2 separate regions of the Mus musculus genome follow, and region 2 is linked to region 1. A link is a contact called in public Hi-C data. All regions are on one chromosome and are shown on one strand. Each heading gives the region's core, a stretch centred on a gene start, on an enhancer-like site or on the middle of the called end of the contact. The rest is flanking DNA. Distances are from core to core; before and after follow the strand shown.

Region 1 (4,751 bases), core at 1,914-4,413:
AAACCATACATGGAAACCTAAAATATAATTGAGCGATGGGAGACTTGGGCTGACTGAAGTGGGAATGGGCTGCCTAGGGCCACTCCCCCCTCATCCTCCTCATCTTCTGCCCTGTAACAGCCAGCATCAGAGTTCATCCTCACAGACGCTACCACACAGTCCTAATGCATGCCGGACATGTACCAGAAATCTCTCCATACGTGAAACCCTTGAGACCAACCATACAGCAAACTTCGGTGCCATCACCGAATCATCATGTACATTTGACATATAGGGAAACTGAGGCAAGGAACAACCTAGCAGCTCATCCCAGACCCTCCAGTGATGACAAAAGCTTAGATTGGATATAGGCTGTGTGATTCCACTGCAGTCCCCAAGGAAGAAGTGGGCTATCCATCCACAGAGGAAAATAGTAGGCAGGACACACTGGGCTAACCGGCCATGCTAGGAAGCCTATCACACAGCATGGTGACAGGGAGGGAGTGAATGGGGAGAGCGGGCGTGGGGTGGGGGGAGGGGTGGCTGGTGGCTATGCTAAAAGACAGGTGCTCCTAGGCCTGAGGGATAGGAAGAAGCCAGCCTTATAAGGAGCCTAGGGGGCCTTCTGGGAAAAACAAGCATCAGCTATAAATCTTGACTCCAGGAAATCCCAGTATCTTGAGGAAGAGCAGAGATCTCAGAACTGTAATGCAGTCAGTCAGAGAAGAGAGGACTTGCTGGTCCAGGCCATCAGAGGCCTGAGGAGGGGCGCACTGAGTGCACTTCTCAGGCTGCAGGGAGCCTCTGGAGGGTTGTCAGCAGGAAATGCCACGCTCCGCTTTCATTTTATTTTTAGACTCCTTTGCAGTGCGGGAAGGACATTTTCTCTAACAATTGGACACCTCCAGCATCCACCACAAAAAAAAAAAAGGAATTTTGATCTGAACCTCACATTCTATAGAGAAATTAATTCAAAGTGCATCATAGATGTAAACGTAAGATGCTAACCCAGGAAGCCTGTTGGAAAGAAAAGGGAACGTCTTAGATACCCGTGGTGAGGCAAAGAGTTCTTATACACGACTCAAAGTGCGCTCTCTATCAAAGAAAACACGAATGGATTGAGTTTCATCAAGGCTGAAAACTCTGCTCAGCGTAAGACCTTGTTAAGTGGACGAAAAGGGTGAGAGCAGATTGTGAGGGAAAGAAATGTCGGCAAAGAGCCTACCAAGTATGTACAGCCAGGATGTCGGGGAAGAGTCCTGCTTGGGGGGGGGGGTGGAAAGAAGGCTAAGAAGCCTGGAGCTGAAAGAGGGCTTCCCCAGAATCTGCTGGGGAGAGGCAGGTGCCTGGAGTGGACAGGCAATGGGGAGACAGGATAGAGTCAAGATTTACCGTGAAGGCACATCCACCATTGGATGGGATACAGGCCGTGAAGAAGAGAGAAGATCTGAGGATAATTCCTGGTGTGGCGCTAAGTTCATGGGAGGCCACTAGGCTGGCGCACGAGACTGGACAGCAAGGGAGGGCAAAACAGGGAACACGCACAGCTGTCGGCCAGGAGGGATGCCAAGACATGAGAGGACCACGTCCCCAGTGTCACTTAGGGTGATTGAAACCCATGCCAACCAGGGCTGAACTCTGTTATTGGGCCTCCTCACAAGCCTGGGTGCTGTGGTTTTCTGTCATATCTTCATTTATCATCTTTATCATTTTTTTAATGCTAGCACAGTTCTTCGGTTAATTAGGCCCAAAGGGAGTCTAGAGCCTCATCCCACTCCCTTCAGCTAAACAGCTACCCTCCCTACCCTCTTTCCCTTCCCACCCTGTCATCCCATGTCCCAGTGTCTGAGACCTCTTCTATGACAATTAAGGAGTCACCTAATTGAAATGGCTTCCATTTTCTTTAGGAACCTTGTTCCCCACTATACTTCTGTAGTCGCCCTCTTTACTCTCTTTGCATGCCTAGAGCGTGCCAAGCCCCGCACTCAGTACCCATTTCACAGATGACTATACTCAGCCTCAGAGAGGTTAAATAACTTGGCTCAAGCCAAGTAGCATGGCAGATTTTACACGTTAAGTTCTGGTCACCTGGTGCGAAGATTCCTCACTGTTAAGGTCTTTCTGCTTACCAGGCCTTTTTTTCTGGCCTGCTCAGAGGATCCCTTGATTCTTGGCTTTGAGGACCAGTTTGTCACCTGTCTCTGACTCTCTGACTCCTGAAAGCTCATGTCTCCTTGGGCCTCCACTAGTTCGGCTGTACCTGCTTATGGAATCCACTAATACTCCAGAATATAAAATAACTTACCCAAGAAACTGATGGAGTATAGATCTGTTCTCAGGCCTCAATGGGTTTAAACCTTATAGGAAAAAAACAAAAATCAAAAACAACCTACCATTTCTCTGCAGCAGCATCTGCCACTCACCCAAGAGTGTGGAGGCTTGCAAGAGACTTGTCCTGATTCCCTTGGTTGCTCTGTGTGCTGGGGATCCTGGCTATACCAAGATGGACATCAATATTTCCCGAGTTAGGGGAGAGTCAGAACACATGTTGTCAGCCTACTGGTAGACCTCCACCAAAGAAGCAGATGTATGGCTCACATAAGCCTCCACCTCAACCGTCACCAGCCACTCTGTAGTGCATGCAACTCATCCCTAGATCTCAGTGTTCACTTTTGATACCAAGGTGATAAGAGTTCAGGCCACACAGAACTATGTGGGATGAGTGAGTGGAATATGAAGGCAAATGAGCAGCACCTGCCGCGCAGGAAAGGGGTGACTTCATAGCTGCTTTCTGACGATGCTGTTACTCCATATAAGCCACCTTGACAGATCATCTGTCACCGCAGGAGGCTGGACTTGATGCACCTGCTTTTCCCCCTCCACCTTCCCAGGGCCTCGGCTCTAGGATCCTGGAGAGAAACCAAGTGTCTCTGCCCTGTCAGTATGAAGCTTTGAGACCACAGACACCACGGAAGGGTTATTCATTCCGAACACGAGACAAAAGCCTGAGCTGGCTTTGTATCTAAGCGAACTGATTAAGCTGCGCGTTAGCTGGGGATAAAGCTTCTTACCGAATAACTAGACATTTGCTGAGCCAGGATGATAAATTCATTCTTAATGCATTGATAATAAAAAGCGATTCCCCTCTATCCCACCGCCCTTTATTTTGAGTTTTCACCGGCTTAGAGGCAGTCTCTGTGTTGAACACCGCCATCTAGAGGACATCTGCAGAATCGCAGCCTGAGCAGAAGCGATTTATTTATTTATTTATTTATTTATTTACTTATTTACTTACTTACTTATTTATTTATTTAAAGGAACATCAGAACTTAACACAATTCATAAGAGGCTCAAAGACACCCTGGGAAGCCAAATGTGTTTACAAAAATGACTGCCAGTAGTTACTTATTACCCTGAGAATGGCATGCTTCTTACTGCATAGCCTCTATACGGCTAGATTGTTCCTCAGACAGCTGTTAGACGGGGTTTGGAGTCCACTCATCTTGGGCTCACTGAAGCATTGTGTGTGTGTGTGTGTGTGTGTGTGTGTACGTGTACACGCGTGTGCATGCGCATGTATGTACTGAGGCACCTACTCTGTGCTAAGTGCCACACTAGAAATTTGGGGCCTAGAGAGCAATGCATAGCCCTAAGTTTAAAATGTCCATACATGAATAAGGAAAAGAAGAACAAGAGCACAATGATTTAAGGAGCGAGGTAAGTCAGAGCAACCTAGATATCCATCCTACGGGAGAGCCCCAGTTTAGTGGGGCTGAGAAGGATGGAGGAAGAGAGAGGCTAGCATCCCACCAGCATTTCCCATCCATCTAGATACCATGCGGGATCTCACTCTGTGAGCTTAGGGCATGTTTCCCATCTCACATGAGGATGTGGAGGCTCAGAGAGGTTGAGCTCCTTGACCAGTGCAGCACAGCCGAAAGGGCAAAAGGCCAGAATTTCACCACAGACCCGTGTGCCTCGCACATGCGTCTTGTAATCCCAGGCTGTCTGCTGAGCGGGAAAACCACGCAGACAAGAAATAGGATCTTGAATTACCTCAGTGGTAAAACGTGTTTATCCCCAGGAGGTGAATCTGATTTTCAGAAATAGTCAAAAATCTTTCTGAGGCAAGTCATCCTGTGGATAATGGGATTTAAGGGGTTTTTTATTTATTTATTTTTAAAATGTGAATCTAAAGCCGGGCATGATGGCGCACGCCTTTAATTCCAGCACTCGGGAGGCATAGGCAGGCAGATTTCTGAGTTCAAGGCCAGCCTGGTCTACAAAGTGAGTTCCTGGACAGACAGGGCTACACAGAGAAACCCTGTCTCAAAAAAAAAAAAAAAAAAAAAAAAAAACAAACAAAAAAAAAAAACAAAAAACAAAAAAAGTGAATCTAAGATATGAAAATTAGGTTTTGGCCAACTCCTGATAAACCAGCTATACTGGCTAGTTTTGTGTCAACTTGACACAGCTGGAGTTACCACAGAGAAAGGAGCTTCAGTTGAGGAAATGCCTCCATGAGATCCAGCTGTAAGGCATTTTCTCAATTAGTGATCAAGGGGAGGAGGTCCCCTTGTGGGTGGAACCATCTCTGGGCTGGTAGTCTTGGTTCTATAAGAAAGCAGGCTGAGCAAGCCAGTGGAAACAAGCCATTAAGTAACATCCCTCCATGGCCTCTGCATCAGCTCCTGCTTCCTGACCTGCTTGAGTTCCAGTCCTGACTTCCTTTGGTGATGAACAGCAATGTGGAAAATGTAAGCTGAATAAAC
Region 2 (4,665 bases), core at 1,108-3,607, 230 kb before region 1:
TTGACTCTCATTAAGCCTTCAGGGCAGGCTTGCTGGAAAACACACCCTGACACCAAGTCTAGGGTGAAGGTGACTGAGACAGGAGCTCCACCCAGCACAGCCTTCTGCAGGAACACTGACAACTTGTCACCACAAGCCTCCACATCCATGACAGCCCACCCAGGAAATAGCTGCCTTTTGCAAAGTGCTATCAGTGTCCAGAGCCCTCCAACATTAATATCTCCCCCAAGGGAGAGCCAGCCTGTCAGATCCATTTTGAAGTCGAGGAAAGTAAGGCCGGCATTCAAAACTTCTTAGAGCTGTATCACTCATGACAATGACATGATTCTTATAAGTATAGCATCAGCATTTTACAGCCTTTCTAGTTTTATACTCTTCAGATATGTAATCTCACTTGATCCTCAGTAGCATTTTGGTGACACATTGGGGCAAGATTTGTGTGTGTGTGTGTGTGTGTGTGCCCATGTGTGTGCTGATATGCACATGCATGAGGAGACTAGAGATTAACATAGAATGGTTTTGTTAAGTACCTACCCCCCTTCCCCTTACATTTTGAGACATGGTCTCTCAATAGACCTAGAACCCCACCATTGTGCTAGGCTGGTCAGCCAATGAGCTCCAGGTATCCCCCGTCTTCACCTTTCCATTACTGGAATTTACAGTAATGCAGAGGGTCACTTGGGGACATATGCCATATGCTATACCTGGCTTCTAGCATCAGTGTTGGGGATCTGAACTCAGATCCTCATGTTTGCATATAAGACTGAGTCATCTTCCCAGCCAGAAGGCAGAATTTTATCCCTATGCTATTCATAAGAAAAGCAAGACTCAGAGAGGGTAAGCGATTGGCCTGAAGCTAGAACTAAAGAATAAGCAAGCCAGATTCCTCACTCAGATTCAACTGGGTCTCCCACTGTATCAGCTTCATCCTGTCTGATTACAGTTAATGGTGGGAAATAAAGATTATTGAAAGAAAAGGCATTTTCCTATAAGAAGTTCAGAATGGAGGGTGCTCTGGACCCATCCAAACCAAGAAGAGCTTATCATCAAGGCTGTAGGTGAGAATGGCTCAGGGCATTCCCATACTTGTGGGCATTTATGTGAGCAAAGGCCTTGATTGGGGCGACAAGGCTATCTAGGGAGGTTGACATTGGTGTGTATGTGGGGAGGGGGAGGTAGCACTTCCTGATGCCCAGATCTCTGACATGGTGAGTGCTCTGTAAATGCTCATGGGATTCATCTGATTCTTAGGAGCCTCTGGGCTGTTGGGGAGAAGAAGATGAAGGACCAGTGGCCTAGCCCTAAAAGCTTGCTGTGCAGACATGAGCATCTGAGTTCTAATTCCCAGTGCCCATGTTTAAAAACAAAAAAAAATCCAAAAAAATGGGCATGATCATATACCTCTATAACCCTAAGTACTGGGGTTCTGGGGACAGGGTCAGGAGACTGGCTTGGGCTTGCTGGTTGCCAGCTAGCTCTGGGTTCAGTGAGAGCTCCTATCCCAAGGGATTATGGGTAGAGAGGGAGTAAGAATGATAGATTGGGCCACTTGATATCTTCACCTGGCTTACACACACACACACACACACACACACACACACACACACACACACACACATAAAGCAAAGTTACGAAATTTTTCAAGTGTGTTTCCAGGGCAGCAACTTAACTCAGAAATCATCTACCCATTTTCCTACCTCCTTGATGAAGACTTGTAGGTCCCAAGACAGCTCTGCACTGGCCTAGATCCATTCAGAGTAGAACAGGGCCTAGGAACTGGGGCTACACCCTCGTCAAGCATAAGAGGTCCTTCTTTGGAGCTATGCAGCCTCTTCCATGTGACTGCAGAGTTCACTGGAGTAAAAACAAAGTGCTGCCCACTGGATGCCTGGGGGACATCCCATTTGACCTGCTTGCCACTCATCAAGCAAAGGAAATGCACTGCAGTACTTGAGGAAAAAGCTTTTCCTATGTAGGTTAAACACCCCACCTTTCCCCAGCCTCATTGGCTCTGTGCCTTTGCCAGTAGACCCTCAAACAGAACCCAAGCAAGCTGCTGTTCTTTCCGGGTGGCTCATGCAAGATGGAAGAACACCCAGGGGGTGCTGAGGGCTTCTGGCTCACATTACATCAGCTTTGATGATGCTGGCTTCCAGTGGAGACCTGGGGTCAGTGTACATACTCAGTCAGCCTGCTAGGCAACAGGCAGTGGAAGCCCAGAGTAGCCTTCCTGGCAACTGATGAGCTCTTTTCTGTCAGAGCCCTAATGAGGTTTCAGTGCCAGGAGGCAAGCAAAGGGAAAGCAAACAGCCCAAAGTTGCTAATGTCACTGACAGTAACTAGGCTGCACAAGCCCTGTGCTGCCTCTTCTGCCTAAGAGAAAGAGACAGAAGGGGCAAAGCTCAGCCCTTTTAATTGGGGGGTGGGGCAGAGAGGGAATTCTTAGGAATCCATCTGTGCATGCAGGAGGGAATCTAGAATTAACCCTTTCTGCCTCATTAATTGCTAACTGCGGAGGGTAACAGCCAAAGCTGGGAACAGGAGGGGCTAGGTGCTGTTTCTGCGAGCAGAGACTGTAGTAGGCTCCTTGGGGAGTCACAGAAGCAGCTCCAGACACTGGACAGCCCAGGCTTACTGGATTACCTCATGCCTTCCCATGTACAGCCCATGGTCTCTGGAGCTCCTTTTTAAACCCCAGAAAGGGCTGACCTAGTATTTAAGGGTGAGGCAAACCTGGGTTCAAATCCAGTTGTAGTCTGTGGAATAGGAAATGGCTGCCTCGTGAGCTTTGAGGGCAGGTGAGTGAGATAACATCTCTATATCACAGGGATAAAACATTACATATTGATTGACTTGTTTTAAACCTTGTGCCCACCCTAGCCTCACCTGCTCATGTTGAACTGCTAAAGAGCTTGTCTTTGGGGCCTGTTTCAGTTTGTATGCTGCTCTAAGAAGATACCAGAGATGGAATAGTTTACCAACATCAGAAATATATCTCTTCATGGTTCTGAGGTTGGAAGGCTGGGACAGCCAAGGTGGAAGGCCTGGAAGGCCCCACTGTCTTGTAAGGGCTACTCTCTGATTCTGGGGTGGTGTCTTCAGGCTGTAAATTCTGGCTAGGGAAGGCCACTCTGTGTTCTCCCATGTTGGAAGGCAGAAGAAAGGGAAAGGGTGGGGGAGCTAAATGCACCATGAGGCTTCTTTTATATGGCACTTAACCTTGTTCTCCTGAGAGGCCACGTGGCTGGATCCTTCTGAGACATTAATAAGACCTGAAGTTTGGAGAGGAAACATAAGTCACAGCCATGCCTGCCAGGTCTGTGTGTGAGCTTTTGAATAAAACTATGATGAACAGGAAGGGAGGAAGAAGAGAGAGATGGAAGGAGGAAGGAAGGAGGGAATTATATTCCAAGAGTCAAGAATACCTTAGGAAAGAAAACAGTGGAAGCAGAATGATAAGGAGTTGGGGAAGAAGGGAAATGTCCGAGAGGTGAGCTTGCATTGAGGACTTAAGTGGAGACAAGGACAGACAGGTTTCAGAGGAACTATGAGAAGTGACCTTTAACAGTCAACATGACACAGTCTAGATTTGCCTGAGGAAAAACCCTCAGTTGATGCATTGCCTAGTTCAAATTGGCCTGTGTGCTTGTCTGTAAGGGGATTGTTATGGTTGTTCATTAATAGTAGTGCCCTGCCCACTGTGGGTGGCACCATTTCCTAGGCACGTGGTCCTGGGTTGTATAACAAAGCTAGGTAAGCAGGAGCATGCACGAGCCACCAAGCTGTGTTCCTCCCTGGTTTCTGCTTTAAGATACTGCTTGAGTTCCTGCCCTTGTGTCCCATAATTACGAACTGTGACCTGGAAGTGTAAACCACATAGATCATTCCCTCCACTAATTTTCTTTTGCTCAAAAGTATTTTTATCACAGCAGCAAGACAAAGAAAACTATTGAGGAAGAATGTGAGAAGACATATTTAATGAGCGGTTATTAATTAGCCCCTTCTTTACTTCATGCCAAGAAATCATTAAAGATCACAACAACATTTGTATTTTGTTGGTTACTAAGCTAGGTCTTCTTTCAGGGGACAAATCACATGAGGCTCCAGGCTATTGTTGGTTACACAGTATAGTGTAGTGCTTGGCACATAGTACACACTAATAAAGCAATGGGTGTTAAGATGTATAGAGAACTTGAAAACTGCATCATCTCTATCAGCATCTATAATTCCTAGTAGTGGTTTTTTTTGTTTTGTTTTGTTTTGTTTTTTTTTTTTTTTGGTTTTTTTTTTTTTTTTTTTTTTTTTTTAGAGTATGCTCTTGCCTCTGCAGCTTGTGTAGGGCAGGAGAGAGGAAATACCAAAGTGCAGAGATTTGTGCCCAAGACCCAACTATGAAAGAGACCGGTAATGAAGGAGAGACCGTGGCATGAGACAGGTCTGCTGTCATTACCATCTTGGCTGAAGTTGAACAGAATTCTGGGAACATCAAGCGAGGAAGAAATAATCAGCTCAAATGGGCTTAAGGCTAGGCACAGTAGAAATGGGGAAGAGCCTTAGCTGTCAAGCCCCAGGGAAGTGGTTCTCAGTACTGGCTGTACATTAAAGCTGACTAGAGTGCTTTCAAAAACACGAACATCTGCTCCCATCTCAGACCCATTGAGGTAG

Evidence for each region. A called contact is a pair of places that touch in the nucleus more often than the background predicts.
Region 2: a contact with region 1 is called in a Hi-C map of cortical neurons. The contact joins the promoter of 5530401A14Rik here to the enhancer-like site in region 1. A contact is called at or near these places in 7 of 39 promoter capture datasets (the 3T3-L1 cell line, embryonic stem cells, hippocampal neurons and 1 more), 9 of 484 Hi-C or Micro-C datasets (cerebellar granule neurons, cerebellum, cortical neurons and 3 more), 2 of 115 datasets of contacts at active chromatin or transcription factors (astrocytes and embryonic basal ganglia) and 2 of 9 other capture datasets (adipose tissue and pancreatic islet).

The regions. Positions count from the first base shown.
Region 1 is chr11:81,633,338-81,638,088 of GRCm38.p6, reverse strand. It overlaps a transcript of Asic2 not described here. Among named protein-coding and RNA genes, the nearest start is that of Gm11418, 48 kb to the right of the region's middle. Within about 2 kb of position 3,163, at least 12 of the 459 cell types and tissues checked have an H3K27ac peak or open chromatin away from gene starts, as enhancers often do. A contact at or near this core is called in cortical neurons, where this site is marked.
Region 2 is chr11:81,858,369-81,863,033 of GRCm38.p6, reverse strand. It overlaps 5530401A14Rik (RIKEN cDNA 5530401A14 gene), which reads right to left and starts at 2,357. Exons shown (of 5, transcript NR_038010.1): 1 at 1,698-2,357. It also overlaps a transcript of Asic2 not described here.